2 separate regions of the Rattus norvegicus genome follow, and region 2 is linked to region 1. Evidence: chromatin contacts called from public Hi-C data. All regions are on one chromosome and are shown on one strand. The core of a region is the stretch at or near the end of the contact, and the rest is flanking DNA. Distances in the headings are between cores, read along the strand shown.

The links. Hi-C and Micro-C count contacts between places; a contact is called where the count stands out from the background.
Region 2: a Hi-C map of the A7r5 cell line shows a contact between it and region 1, with 3 times the contacts expected there. The contact joins the enhancer-like site here to the promoter of Gsg1 in region 1. A contact is called at or near these places in 2 of 12 Hi-C or Micro-C datasets (the A7r5 cell line and Schwann cells).

Annotation. Positions count from the first base shown.
Region 1 is chr4:169,835,304-169,840,312 of GRCr8, forward strand. It overlaps Gsg1 (germ cell associated 1), which reads right to left and starts at 3,076. Exons shown (of 6, transcript NM_001013166.1): 1 at 2,900-3,076. The coding sequence starts at 2,947. It also overlaps a transcript of Fam234b not described here.
Region 2 is chr4:170,944,864-170,949,872 of GRCr8, forward strand. No RefSeq gene overlaps it. Among named protein-coding and RNA genes, the nearest start is that of Rnu2-63, 48 kb to the left of the region's middle. Within about 2 kb of position 2,663, at least 9 of the 93 cell types and tissues checked have an H3K27ac peak or open chromatin away from gene starts, as enhancers often do. A contact at or near this core is called in the A7r5 cell line, where this site is marked.

The DNA.
Region 1 (5,009 bases), core at 1,826-4,325:
TGTGCATGAGAGAAATGATGGTCTTGGGACGCCCATACTTTGTAGGCAGAAATTCAGTTTATTGCATGGCGAGTATGCTGTAGATTAGAGGTGAGTCAGAAGGTTGAATGAGAGCTGGTGTGCTCACCTCTTCCCTGACACGAGCCTGGGGCTAAGGGATCTAGTCATTTTGTCTCCTAAGCTGCCCACCTAAGACATCTTGTTTGCCCTGCCTTGAGTTTCTCTGTCCTCCCAGGGGCCAGAATTCTTGACCCATGGCCTCATTAAGTAATTCCTTTCTGCTACCCAACAAGCAAAGAGCTGGAGTGGAATTTAAGTCCTTCGGCTGTCACTGGCTGACACACAAACAGCTCTGCTCTCTGCACCTCCACATTCTGACAGGTACACACCTTCCCTGTAACTCATGTGCCCTCTGTATCTGTTGGCTCCTTTGACTCGAGTGTGGTAAAGCACTATGTTTTAAGGATTGCTGACTCCAGCACTGTCTCAAGTGAAGGAGTTTGGTATGGCTAACGAGGCTCACGCACATGTGTTGGGAAGCCTACCGGCAAAGACGTGAACACAGAACATGTGTGCAAACATCGTCAGGGACACACCACTCTTCCCAGTTCTCATAAAAAAAGCACCCGGGAGCCACAAAAAGACCCCAGAGCCCTGAAGGCGTACCAAAGGCCCTTCTACACGGATGCCAAGTTTTCAGACAGATATGCCAACACAGTTCTTCACACCTGTGAACATTCCTGCTTTTCCATGAGCAAAGGCTCAGAAAATAGCAATGATCTCATTACCAGTATTATCTTTAGTCTGACCAGAGGACAAACCGATCACTCATAACAGTGACAGATCGGAAATGTTCTGAACATTTCAAGACGGGTGATTCCCTACAGATTAGCATCATGTCATTTTGATGTGGCTGGAGCCTTCCGAACTTTAACTGCATATCGTGGGACATCGAACTCCTTCGTTTGATGAGACTTTGAAATGTTTCCCAGAGGACATTTATGACCTTTCAGATGCCCGCTCCGTATTTAACTCAGGACCTCCCATTTTACCCCACTTTTAAGGACCCACATAACCCCAAGTGCTCCCACGGTGGGTCACAAATACTGGCAATTCCCTCATTTAATGCTCATTGGGAGGGGCCAAAGGAAAACACTTGGGACCTCCCTCCAGCCTTTCCCTTTCCGCTTTGTCATGGAATTGTTTGAAGGCTTTTGCTTTGGCAGTCATTTCCAGGAGAGGAAGCCCTCCTCCCCTCCCTCTGCCTTTCTTCCATGCCCTAAGCTACTGGCTGGCATGAATCAGAGGGACAGCCACATCTGCACTTCCTGTGGGGCAATCTTTCACGTGCAAGTGACTGCTTAGGACACTAGGCTGGCTCCACTCCGGCTGGCTGCCCGGGTGTCTCCGGGACTGAGGGATTCAATGATGAAGAGGGGTGCCAGGAACGTAGCTTTCCCTAGAGTACAAGCTCGCCCTTTCCCACCCTAGCGTGCATTCCTTCGTTGCATGTTTTCCTTCCCTTTCTCCCCTCATCTTCACCCTCTCTGTCTCGGTGCCTGAGCCAGAGGAGATTTCTCCACGCTTCCCCATGAGTAACCCTCCAGTCGGTGTTTACTACGGCGCCCCAGTTGCCTAGCAGCGGGCGTGGTTGCCACGGCGACGCACCAGGACGTGTTTTGAATTGTTTCGCAGTGCCCCGCCCTTGCGCAGCCCGCGCTTATGACTTCTAGGACGGGTGTGGCAAGGAACCACGAGGTTTCTTCCTCTTTCTCTTCCTGGGGTGGGTCCTGCGTCGGTCGGCCTACCCGGCAGGCAAGGACCCGCCCAGGGGAGAGACCGGATCCTGGGGTAAATTCCTCACACCAGGTGGGACAAGTGTCCTGCTTGCTGTCAAATTTCAAATCAAGCATTTCCCTGTTCCCCCCAAAATGCGGTTCTCTAGGTCCTTTCTGAAGAAGGGGTAAAGTAGGCCTGCCTCGTTTTGTAGATAGGAGAGGTGAGAACATGAACCCCTCAACACATCTGAGGTCTAGTGGTTACCTACCTGCTTCCCCAAGGACTGACGGGGGAGGAGGGGGGTCCTCTACAGTTTTGACCTGAAGATCTAAAGAGGTGGAAGGAAAGCGGAATCTAAGGAAAAAGCATCCCATACTACCGGGCCAGGGGCTAGACAGTTCGCTAACCGCTCCCTAGGCCCCTGTACCCTACCAGATACAGAGGCGTCTCCATTGTACCGCTTGAATCCGGTCTTTGATTTGCACGAGATCACAAATGTAGACATGGCAGTCGGCATTCAGTCCTGCAACCCTAGAAGGCTCATTGCTTTTGAAGGAACGTGCCCACACAACAAAGGGCAGGCAGACACTTTTAACAAAAGCTGCAGATTTCGGGTGGCATCAGGGAAGGGCCTCCAGAATGAAGCGAGGGTTCAAGTATTCTGGGCTTTCTATTTCTTAGCTCCATGTCAACAGACTTCCCTGTAAGCCTGCCCCTTCTCTAGAGAACCAATCCTAAAAGATAATAAAATTTCAAGCTCTGACTGGCTTCTGCTCTCACGTTCATATGTGTAAGGGCTCCCCCAGTTGATGGTTGATATCGGGTACTTTTGGGTCTTCTATATGAACTTGGGGAAGCTGCCTTAGCCCACACTGCCGGCTCTTCTCGGTTTTGAGCTCTGCCCCAGTCTCACAGATGCTCCTGTCTTAGGCTAGCTTGGCCTTCTGAACACACTCGTTCACTGCGCCGTAACCATATATTACTCCCCCCCCCCCCCGTGTGTGTGTGTGTGTGTGTGTGTGTGTGTGTGTGTGTGTGTGTGAGTTCATGCCACTAGAGATCAGGCTCAAAATAGTGAATTAATCAGTTTTCACAACATTTCCAAAAGCTGTGTACCTACCTCCTGGGTGAGACAAACATTTTGAGTCAGCTGACAGGAGTCGCTCATTCACTGTTGAGGTTCTGAAACAGGTGTCTCAGTTTCTGCTCCGACAGGTCTTAATTAGTTTCGTGGCTCAGATGTTGAGGGAGAGGATGCACCAGGCCCCCCTCTTGCCAGCAGAGGGGTAAGGTGGTGTGTGGAGAGCTGAGCGAGGATGAATGCCTTCAGTCAGGACATCAGCTTGGGTAGGGCACGGGTTACTATGATGTCACTCTGTGATGTCATAGTAGCAGGCAGGGTTCTCTCCCCTGGATGCCCCACCCACTCCCCTCCCAACCCTAGAAAGACCAGGCTGGGAGAAGGGCACCCTCAGTACCTCTCAGAAGCCAGATGTCTCCTGAGGTTTTTTTTTTTTTTGACCCAATTGATAAGATATAATTGCCCAATTAAACATACAAAGCCCAGTACCATCCATCCCTTAGGAGCATTAATAACAACCTGTAAATACATAGAGCAGAATCTTAACGTCACCTGCCATGGCTTCTCACCCTCTTCTCTCCTCCTGAGGTCTATCAATCCGTACTTATTGTGTATAAAAAAAGACCTGGGGAGTTCATTCAAACATAAATCTGAAGGCTAGGGATGGTTGGCATATGGCACCAAACAGATCACAGTGGCTTGGGAGGCTTGCCCACTGCTGTGAAAGAGAATTACAGTTGTGAGTCCCATAAATCTTAAAATGTTCTAACACCCCCCCCCCCCATTCGAAATAGCAATACCAGTGAATTCTTACCCAATGCTGGGTGACAGCAGAGCCCCTCCCCCAACAACCACTTGAAGAACATATTGTTCTTAAAATGTAAATGCATTAAAATGAAATATAACAACTTAAGTTGTACCATTTCCATTATGAGGGCTCAAAAGCCTCATGTAGTAAGTAGCTACTGTGTTGGACTTTCTAACTTTAGACCATTCCTGAAGAGGCCATGATGCACAGAGTGGCCATTTTAAAGGACCACTGTCTGGAAATCTGGGAGACATTCACCACCAGGTTTATTTTTATTTGAAACAGGGCCTTAAACTGAATCTGGCCTTGAACTCTCTCCATCCTCCCCCTTCTACCTCCCAAGTGCCAGGATGACGGTGGCGTCCACCACACCTTGAGATTTCAGTCTTGCTTTGCAACAGGCTCTGACCATAGCTAAACCTGGTCTGGAACTCACTATATAACAAGATTGGCCTTCGACTCATGGCAATCCTCCAGCCTCGGTTTCTTGAGTACCAAGACTACAGGTGTGAGCCACCATGCCAAGTTCATGCTGAGTTTTAGTAGACGCAATTCAGTTGATGCTGATGTACAACTCAGAACTGAAAGGATCTGTCCTGTGCAACACGGAACCCTCAGACCCTCTCTGAGATCCTTTCTCTTCCTTACCAAGGCATCCAGATCCTAACCTCTGGGACCCTTGATTCTAGACTCAATCCCCTTACTCCAGCTGCAAGAACTCTCCTTTCCCTCTGAGCTTCTATAGCATGCCTGGTCTGCCGACGCAAAGATTTTTCTTCTTTATTTCCTTTTCTGTTCTCTTTCCATCCCTTCCCCTCCTATTTTCTCCCCTCCCCTCTCCTCCCTTCCCCCGTTCACTTCTGTCTTAGGGTTTCTATGGCTGAGAGGAGACATTGTGACCAAGGCATCTCTTATAAAGGACAACATTTAATTGGGGCCAGCTTATGGTTTCCTCCAGTTCATTATCATCATGACGGACAGCATGGCAGTGTCCAGGCAGGCACGGTGCTGGAGGAGCTGAGAGTTCTACATCTTGTTCCGAAGGCAAACAGAAGACTAGCTCCCACATGGCTAGGAGGAGGGTCTTAAAGCTTACCTCCTAAAGTGGCGCTTCCTCCAATAAGGTCACACCAACCCCAACAAGGCCACACCTCCTGGGACAAGCAGATTCAAATCACCACATTCCACTCTCTGGCCCTTATAGGCTAGGTCAAACCTGTCTATGGAGGCCATTCCTAGCCACAGCATAATGCAAAATACATTAGTCTAACTTCAAAAGTCTCATAGTCTATAATAGTTTCAACATTGTTAAAAGTCTAAAGTTCAAAGTATTTTCTGAGA
Region 2 (5,009 bases), core at 1,413-3,912, 1.1 Mb after region 1:
CACTTTTTTTTATTAGTCTGTTTTATATATGTGGTATGAATTAAAGTGTGTATGTATAGGGATGTGTGTGGTCCACCCATCCATCCATCCGTCTGTCTGTCTGTCTGTGTAGAAGCCCAAAGTTAACACTAGGATATCTTCCCCAATCCCCCCAGCACTCTATTTATTGAAGGAGAGTCTCCCACTAAAACCAGGACTCACCAATTCCCAGTGGTCTTGCTGTCCAAGATGGCTTCTAGAGGGCTGGGACTAAAGGGACCCCCATACCTGCCCAGTTTTTACATGGGTTTGGATGACCCAAACTCCTGTCTGTCAGTCAGTCCTTACCCACTGAGCCACCTCCACTTCCCTCTGTGTTGTTCTCTAAGACAAGGCCTCTCATGGACCTGGAGCTAATTAATCTGGCTCGACTGGCCATGCAATGGCTTCTGTGATTATCTGTCTCTGACGCCATCCCCAGCACTGGAGTCACAGTGGCCTGCAGGTCACCATGCACACCTTTTAAAATAGGTGCTAGTGATCTGAACTCAGGTCCTCCTGCTTGTGAGGCTGCTGGCATTTTACTGTCTAAATCATCTCCCCACTCCCAACCCCACACCCCTTTAATTTAATTTCTTTCTTCAGAAAGGATCTTGGCTATGTAGCCTAGGCTAACCTCAAATTTATGGTGATCCTCCTGCCTCAGACTTTCTAGTGTTGGGATTACAAGCAAGTGCCACCATCCCTGGCTAATATTTCTTAATATTAGTAGTTATGTGTGATCAGTTCTCTATGCCTGGTGCTTACCTTGATGACCATCACATGACAGATGATGCCCAGTGACTGTCCTCCTAATCTGGGTAACAACCATGGAGCATGTGCAGTTAGAGGTGAATTCTCCTACGTCAAAAATCTCCAAGACATGGGCAGAAAGGGTATGAGAAACACCTGCCAGAGCCTTGATTCATACAGATCTTTTCAGCAACTATACAGCTGTTCCCAGCTCTGGAGATCCAACCCTGGGTTTCACACGAGCTTGGCCAATGATCTTCCCCTGAGCTGCACCCTAGGCCCAGGAACTTTGATTTCTTGGTTAGCTCCTCATTCTCTGTCTCTAACACTCAGTACCAGAAACTATGAAGGAGCTTTGCTCCCAGGGGTCAGAAGATCTGTGAAGAGCCACTGGGCTCCCACAGTCTCCTGAGTTAGTTCCTTGAACTAAACTGTTTTTCAGTCCATGTTTTCCCGGGTAAATCTGTGCTATCAAGCAGTTAGCCCACAGGATCAAAATGGCAGCCCAATCTTCCCCAGTATTCTAGGAGCTTGGAAGATGGCTGTGTGAGTAAAGCACTTGCTGCCTAGCATAAGGACCTGAGCTGACATCCCCAGCCCCCACATAAGTGCCAGCATGCTGTAACACCCCCTCCCCCACTCTCTCCCCACACCCATGCCTGATGTAGAGATGGAGACAGGAGGAGCTTTGTGGCCAGGCAAAAAAAGTAAGTGGGATAGGCTGGAGCAATGGCTCACCAGTTAAGAGGACTTCCAAAAGACCTGAGTTCGGTTCCAAGCACCCACAGTGGCCAGCTTACCATAACCTGTAACTCCAGCTCCAGGGACATGCAGTGCACAACCCCCACACAGACACACAAGCACATACATAATTAAAAATAATAAAAATAAATATTTTTCAAAGTAAAGGTAAGAGACAAAGGAAGACATGATTTCAACCTGTAGCTTCTGCACACAAGTGTATACACATGGATGAAGACCTGTACACACATTAAATAAGAACAACACACACACACACTCACACACTCTCACATGCTCACACACACACACATACTCTCACATGCTCACACACACACACTCACATACTCTCACATGCTCACACACACACTTTAAAATGAACAACTAGCCTGTCATAGACATATTTTACTGGCTGAACCGTCTCCCCACTCCCCAACCCCCTTTAATTTAATTTAATCTTGACTATGTAGCCCAAGCTGACCTCAAACTTATGGCAATCCTCCTGCTCCAGAGTCTCTGATGCTGGGATTATAGGTATGTGCTACCATGTCCAGCTAAGACTTCTCGACACCTCAGAAGGGGTGGGAGTTGTTGCCCCGGCTCACTACAGGTCCACATGTCGCCATGATATAGATGTCTGAGGCACCACTGGATTTCAGGCCAGACAAACAAAGATGGCAGTGGGGAGGGGGTGGAAATGGTTCCAGTCCTAACTCTACCTGCCTTAGCTCTGTGACCTTGGCTGAGGGATTCTGGTGTTTCTCCGTCTGAAGAAAACGAGTAAAACCCACTTGATGGTTACTGCCAGCATTGCCAGAAAACAGGTCGGAGAGATCACTAACACCAGTTTCCCTCCCCTGGGTTAACCCTGGCTACCTCTCCTTTTTTGAGGCCGCCTGGTTAATTTTACAAGGTGACTTGTACAGTGAGGTATGCTACCTTGTTTGTTTAAAAAAGAAAAAAAAAAAGAAGAAGAAAAAGAAAGAAAAGAAACTTAATTTCAAAGCTTCCTTATGGCAATCCTGTGACAGAAATAAAACCAGGCAGTTGTTGCTATGCAACGTCGGTAGCTTGCCGAGGGACTAGATACATCTTTGCGGTTACTTAGCTTTAGTCGGATGTTGAGTGATATTTTTCTGACTACCCAGTATTAGCCTGTTCTCATTACGTAAAGGCACAGTGGAGAGGGAATGTCTGGGAGGAAGTCCTGCCCTGAGGTTCGCTGAAGTTCACTGTTCCTCCAAACTGGCTTTCTGTGTCCTCTTTTCGTCTCTGGTTCTTTTTCTTTAATTGGTTTGGTCCCCCCCACACACACACTTTCCTCACTGTGATTTAAACAAAGATTACAAGTAGACAGGTGTAGTGCAGGCCTCTAGGCCCAATACTCAGGAGGCTGAGGCTGGAGGATTGTGGGTTTCAAGCCAACCTATGCTACAAAGCAAGAGCCTTATTTTAAAAATAAAAACATGGGCTCAGCAGGTCGGGCTGCCCACCACCAAGCCTGAAGGCCCGAGTTCAGTCCCCAGCACCCACGTGGTAAAAGAAGAACAAACCCATCACTTGTGATGGGGATTAAACTCCACAGCCCCTCACAGACTAAGCGAGCATTTACAAGTGGAGCTACAGCACAGCCTAGCTTGCTAGCTAATTGGGCAGTGCTGTGAAGCGCCCCTTGAAAAGGGGGCGGTTTAAAAAGAGGCTGGCCTTGTAGCCTAATTCATAACTAATGGCTATGGCTGGAGAGATGATTTTAAGCTCAGAGAGAGGGCAAGAAGATGGTTCCAGGTTCTGGGGCCTGTGGGCGAATTGAAAACGCACCTGAAAGCGCAAGATAAGCAAATTCCCATTCCTCTCGTTGGTGCGTCTTGGCGCCGGTTTTCAACAAACACTCCCTGTGGAAACGCAGGTCAACTACGCCACTGTGGGCCCATCCCGCACTGGGCCACGGGATATGGATACGCAACCTCTGACGGGTGCCGGAAATACTTACAGACTCCTGGCAAGGCCAAGTCTCACAGAAAGCAGAAGGAAGATGGAACTATGGGGGAGTATCCTGAGAAAGAGAGATGGAGACAGACAGACAGACAGATACATACAGAGAAAACAATTAGTCCTCTCTGGGAGGAAGAAGAGGTCAATGTTTAATGGAGGTGGCAGTTTGGGGTCAAGGTGAGAGGTGGGCGTGTGCAAAAGGACTGGGGGTGGGGGTGGGCGGTGAGGAACCACTCCGGGAGGGCTGGGAGCACCAATAATAAGGGTTTGGTTTCTAAATTCATTTGCCTATTTATAGTGCGCTTGAATGAGAGAAAGATTTCTGGTATGACATTTGGGCTTATCCTTCGAGCCACAGGAGTGAACGGGTTTTGCTAATCAGTGCATTGGGATGGGATCTGTGTTCCTGCTGCAAAGCCTTTCAGATTCTCAAAACTGACCCTTCAAACGCTCAGGCGAAGAAGTGAGCAAACCTTGTATCTCTCCACGGGCGAAAGGACTTTTAGCCACTGATGCTGCGTTTACAAAGTGGGGGATGTTTCTAAAAGACTAGGCTTATTCAGTCTGTTAGTTCTAAATAACAATGGTTATGATTCAGGATAAGACTCCAGCGTGGAGAACAGGACCTCTGTCCCTCTCCAGGAGCCCCCCCCCCCAAAGCTTCCAAGTTGCGGAGCGTTGATATTTAATAGATTTATAATGCACGGAGTGACCCCCTAGCAACCCAGGTAGATCTTAGCAACCACCAATATTTGTAAACCTCTCCACATTAACAAAAGATTTGTATTCCGTTTTCTGTCTCGATTCCCAAAACAACTGCAGAGAACGGTGTTATTTTTTATTTCCATTTTACAGGTAAGAAAACTGAGCTTCAGAAAGACACACTAGCTTGGGAACTGGCTCTGGGTTCTCTAGCTCACGCTCTGATAATTTTTTTTTTCACCCTGCTGATGGCAATGGTGTAGGCCATTGATTACGTTATGCACTGCTGTGACCAAAGAGCTGCAAAAGCAACTTGAAGAATTATTCTGGCTCACCATTCAAGGGCCCACGGTTCCTTGTGGTGGAGAAAGACTCACCATTTGAAGGGATACAGTCCATCATGGGGGAAGGCGTGGCAGCACTGCACCCACAAGCAGGAAGCAGAGAGCAATGGGGCTGGTGTTCAAGTTTCCTGGGACCCCATTCCATGGGAGGGCACCTCCCACATTTAAGGTGGGCCTCCCCAGTGCAATTAACAACATGGAGACAATCCCTAAATACGGACTTGTCTTGCCTGAGATTCCAATCAGGAGGACAGGATTAACCATCACAGGGACAAGTGCAACAGCCAAGTCCCCTGCACAGAACTGTGTTGTGTACTGACAGTCGCCTTACATATCTGCTAACAATCCTGGCCATGTCTGAGTCCCATAGAAACAGTAACACCTGCTAGCCAGTGTCAAGATGTTGCAAAACCAAGATTCTCTGGTACAGAGCACAAAGCAAATGATGAACTCATCTGTATC